Regions from separate parts of the Mus musculus genome. Here region 2 is linked to region 1. A link is a contact called in public Hi-C data. All regions are on one chromosome and are shown on one strand. The core of a region is the stretch at or near the end of the contact, and the rest is flanking DNA. Distances in the headings are between cores, read along the strand shown.

Region 1 (2,700 bases), core at 38-2,537:
GCTGGAGACAGATAACATCTGTTCTAAATCCCTACTGATTGAATTACCTGTATCTGCACCCTTGTCTCTGTTAATTTTATACTTTATGGTATTGCTGCACTAATGGCATTCCATTTGGCTATGTAAAACACTTGCTTGCTCTGCTGGTCAAGTAACAAAAAGTGTATAAAGGGGACAAGGATGCTCTTACAGCACGCATCCCTCTCCTACAAAGAGTGTCACGTTGGTAATAATGCCCAGTGGCTGTCTTTCAGGTCAGCCTGTTTTGCAAAGTGAACGAGTGATCTCATCTTCGCGGAACACTCTTTTGACCTTCAACAATGAAATAGTTCTAAAAAGCTATGGCTAGCTGGACATAGTGGAATAAGTGTATAATTCCTGTATACAGGAGGCTGAGGCAGGAAGATAGCTATGAATTTGATGCCTTCCAGGGCTACAGAAACCACGTCTCAAAACAGAGCCAAAAAAATCACTGAAAACTTTAAAATTAAACAACGATAAAAAGCCTTTGGTGAAATTTATTTGTAATCTCTGATAGGAAGTGATAAGAATCTTGTTCTAGGGGATTGCCCGGTGGCTAGAAGCACTCGTTGCCCTTACTCAGGACCAGGACTCAATTCCCAGCATCCACATGGTGGCTCATGTCATCTGTAAGTCCAGTTTCAGGGACTGGACTTACTTGCCTGCTTCTGACTTCCATGGACACAGCCAAAACATTCATACGTATCTTAGAAAGAAGGTTTTATAAAAGAATGTCTGTAGCACTTACAGGACCGTTACACTAAGTATAAATTTGTACCATATCCATGTATCAATATACTTAATATGAGGCACTATTAACAAACACTATTAGAAAGGTGCAATTGTGGGGATCCTTTCACTTATGTCACTCTCTCGCACAATTCCAGAGGGCAAAATTCGGGTAGACTTAGCTGCTGAGCCCAATGAATGAATAACAAAAAAGATCGAGATGATTCTGTAAGTATCGAGCTAGATAATCTCACAGGAAAACCTGAGATTACTGAGTATAGGGAGGGCCATAAAGGATTATTACCTGAAACATTCCGCAGTTTCTAGCGAAACCAACCCAACCCTACCCAAAATACAAGAAGAAAAAAACCGGCGGGAACAGACTGGCGTTTGAAAACCTGTAGGGAGCAGATGACGCCTGCGCACTTTGGTGCCTTCTAGACGCCACTGAAACAGCGGACGCCTGACGGCGCGAGGCCTCCTGGGAACTGTAGTGTGACCCTCTCCTGTGCGCGAGCGCCGGACCCCGTAGAACTCAGTTTCCCGGCAGGCCCTGCGGTGAGGCCGCTGGCGGGACCGGAGCTGCGGCGCTGGCAGCGGGGTTGACCTATCCTGTTTGTGTGGGTACGCTTCGTGGCGATGGCCTCTTTCGTGACAGAAGTCTTGGCCCACTCGGGGAGCCTGGAGAAGGAGGATCTGGGCACCAGGATCAGCCGCCTGACCCGGCGGGTGGAGGAGATCAAGGTGAGGGCGGGCCACAGGCTGCTGCCGCTGGGGAGAGCCGGGTGCGGAGCCTCCTGAGTTGGAGGCTCAGAAGTGTTGGGGGGCTGTTTGGAGCACGGCCGCAGAGCGGTTGGAGACCAGGGCCTGGGATTGTGAGGAGGAAAGGCCGTGGCTGTTTAGTGGTGGGGAGTGGGGCCAAGTTGGGCAAAAGTGAGCCGCTGATGGAGAAGACTGAAGAAACCTGCGGAGCCGGAGGTGGGACTGGAAGCCCGGATGTCCACTTAGGACAGGACAGCCGCCCTATCTGTCATCTCTACCCACTCCTTCATTTATGGATGGATGTAATAATTCTAGGAAAGTCGCGTCGTTCTCCTCGGATTTTCTTTTAACTGGTTGAATATGTTTATAAAAGTATTACTTCACGCACGGAACTTGAGGCATGCTGAGGGCTGATGAGCTGGTACCGGCATGAATATGCAACTCACAGCCATAGTTTTACTTCGTATTAGTGCTACCTGGCAAGCCAGGTCTTCAGTGGCTTTCTTTGAAAATGACGTGTACCTCACTAAGTCTGGACTTGGTAGGCGCTACCTAACAACTTTCTTCTTCTTCTTTTTTTCTTTCTTTCTTTTCTTTTCTTTTTTTTTTCCTAGACAGGGTTTCTCCGTGTAATAGCCCTCGTTGTCCTGGATTCAAGCTTTGTAGAACTGGCTGGTGTCGAACTCACAGAAATTCGCCTGCCTCTGCCTCCCGAGTGCTGAAATGGAAGGTCTCCACCATCCCACCCGCTCCTAACAATTTTTGATGTTAGAGTTCTTAATTTTATGTATTCATGCCACTGGCATTTCTGTAGTGTGGCTTACGGTTTTTTGTTTTTTAATGATCTAGGATGAGGACATTGCACTAGTATTTGTTTCATACATAAGTTTGAATCTTCAGTCAACTGAGAACTACTTTCTGTGCCTCAAGCAGGCATAGTCCTTGCACCTCCAGCTTTTTACCACTTTAAATGTATTTCTACACACACACACACACACACACATACACACACACACACCTCTTCCATCTCAGTTGTAGCCTCCTGCATAAAACAAATGCCTGACTTTTCTCCTGAGTCTTCTCTTTTGTACTGGGATGCTTTGTAACTGCTGAAGTATTACACTTCAGCCCCGTTTTTTGGCCAGTTTGGAGAATAGTATCTTTCCTACATAAAAGGAATTAGTTTAT
Region 2 (2,700 bases), core at 17-2,516, 2.2 Mb after region 1:
TACAGAGTGAGTTCCAGGACAGCCAGGGCTACACAGAGAAACCCTGTTTCGGAACCAAAAAAAAAAAAAAAAAAAAAAAAAGAGCTTGCAACTGGCTCACTGTGAAAGGCTTTAGTGTCTCAGCTCTGTGGCTAAAGGGTGGTACTGGAGTGTGAACCTCAGGCTTACCCATTCCAGTCAAGTGCTACCTTACTGAGCTGTAGTCCTTTAGGGCAAGGCTTTTAACACTGGAGAATGAAGGATCAGACCCAGAATGCATTAGATCACTCTGAGGCACCATGGAAGGCAAACCAGCAAGGACTCTGGACTACCCCGGGGGTATAACCATATGATCTTGACCTGAGAGTAACTGGGTCACTGGAATGGAGCCTATGAGTCTGTTTCAGACACACAGTGGCAGAATGTAGCCCCATACTGTATGTACTGCGGATGGGGAATCCATTACTCTTTCTTTGAGAGGCTTTCCATTAGCCGTGTTGGGGTCCTAGGATTATGATAAGCTGGTACTCCTAAATCCATTAAGTCACCTTTGGGAAATCAGCTTCAGTTAAGAAGCCTGAGTGTCTCTGTTTCTTCTTTGAGCGAGTCGGTTCCCCCTTTCTGTGTACATAACCAACCGTCTGAAACAGGGACCCCTATATTTAAACAATATTACATGCCGCCATTTTGCCAGGGACTGGGGCCAGGGGAGGAGCCGTTACATTTTAAAGTGGAATAAACAGAAAAGCAACACCGAGAACGAGGAGGCTGGTTAGTGAGGCTTGAAGAGAGGGCAGGTGTTTCCTCCCATGGTGAGAATAGTGACCCCTGGGAATCGCATTTCCCGTCGAGCTGGGACCAATGGTAAGGTCAGTCCTGTAAATGGCCTGATAGTGTGGAACTGTATGTGAGTGCCAGAGAAAGCTCGGTGTTGTCTGTATTATCCTTTGGACCCCTCATCGCTCAAGGAGCGCTGATCCTTGACCTCATGGTCCACCCTTTTGCGTTCATACAGACTCTCATGCTCCTCCTATGTGGCATAACACCGTGGCTGTGTGCAAATGGCCTTGGCCTCCTGTGCTGTATGGTGGTTAGTCCCAATTGGCTGGCCCTGTGTCTCAAGCACTCTCCAGCCAGTGGGGGCCTTGGGGGTGCACACAGTGGGTTGACAGGCGGTGTTGCTGAAGAAAAAAAAGTACAGCTCTGCCTGAGGTAGGAGGATGTGATGACGTGGCCCCTCTCAGCGGGAACTCGGGCCTTTAAAAAGCTGAAGAAACAGCCTCAGAGTAAACGGTGGTTCCACGGGAGGAAAGCACGCCCAGTCACATTAAAGAAGCCAAACTGTCTGCTTCAAAGAGAAAAGGCAACATCCTGTCACAAGCCATGCTCTGGCAAAAATGTAAGTGCTTTGCTTGTGGCTGTCAGAGCCAAGTAAGCAGAGGCAGGGTCCAGGAATAGAGAGCTACTGTTGGTGATGGGAGCACCCAGTCTCGTCAGGGCCTCGGGGGCATGGAGGGCTGAGGTGGGTGAGATGGAGCCTGTTGGAGATGATGCTCATTTTCCAACCTGGGGGAATGAACCAGTGTCCCAAGGTGGGGACAGCTCATTGCATCTCCGATTCTGTGCATGAATCACTGAGGTGACAGAAGGGCAGATTATGATTCATGAGACGGAAACCACATATGATATGGGTTAGGAGCCGTTCTTCACGTGAGGACCTTTCCTTTCATGGACCCCAGTTCTGCAGGTTGTTATTGAGTTTTGTTGGCCCACTTCTAGCTGAATTCTGCCAGAGTTGGTTCCCTCCTGTAGATGTGTAGGGATGGGGTGGAAACTCAGTCTTATGAAACCTCTCTCTCTCTCTCTCTCTCTCTCTCTCTCTCTCTCTCCTCTTTTCACTTTCTTCCTTATTCTGTGGCAATGGTTGGTTTTGTGTTCCACTGCAAAAAAAAAACTGTTTATCTTTGACCTTGATTTTTAATCCCTGGACTTGAATGGAACAAACCATGAACTGTATTTTCCATTCTGTGGATTGAAAAAAATCTTGTGTTATCGATAACGGAGGCTATATAGACATTCTTTACAACATTCCTTTCACGAGGCAAATAAAGTCAACTCAAGAGTCTTGCAAAAGGGGAACCTTATTAAGGCTCAGGACTGTACTTCCTCAAGCAAAGAGCTATAATTTCCCTATCTTTCTTTGTAAGATGTTTAATTCCATAAAACATCTTTTATTGGTTTAGGCATAGCATTCCTCAATCAAATTTATGTGATAATCCAGATTAGAAGAAAAAGAAATCGTGGTTTTACTTATAAAAAGTAATCTGACAATAGTGTTCCATTGATTAGAGTGTGACATAGTCCCCTTATCACCCACCTATTCCCAAATTCTTTGAAATTGACTCTTTTCATCTGTGACTCAGAGAAGCAATCCCAACGTGCCTCAGTTTACTAACCCCATTGTTGATATGGGCAAGACTTTTTTGTTTAAATAAAAATAAATGAACTTTGATTTGGACTTGAGATTTCTGACCACAGATTCTAGTTTGGGTAGCTTAGAACTCATCCAAAAAGGTGACCAGAGCAAAACCTTATCTTTCTGGAAGCGGAGTGGCAGCCAACACCATTGTAAATACTATGAGATTGTAGGAACATGGATTTTAATGTCCTTCAAAGTGCCAATATGCCCTCTTGCTTCAAGTGAAATCACTTGAGTTTTGT

What was found. A called contact is a pair of places that touch in the nucleus more often than the background predicts.
Region 2: a Hi-C map of B cells shows a contact between it and region 1, with 5 read pairs. The contact joins the promoter of Pou2af1 here to the promoter of Zw10 in region 1. A contact is called at or near these places in 1 of 39 promoter capture datasets (pre-B cells) and 1 of 484 Hi-C or Micro-C datasets (B cells).

The regions. Positions count from the first base shown.
Region 1 is chr9:49,054,294-49,056,993 of GRCm38.p6, forward strand. Zw10 (zw10 kinetochore protein) reads left to right here and starts at 1,288. Exons shown (of 16, transcript NM_012039.2): 1 at 1,288-1,494. The coding sequence starts at 1,390.
Region 2 is chr9:51,212,424-51,215,123 of GRCm38.p6, forward strand. Pou2af1 (POU domain, class 2, associating factor 1) reads left to right here and starts at 1,267. Exons shown (of 5, transcript NM_011136.2): 1 at 1,267-1,378. The coding sequence starts at 1,363.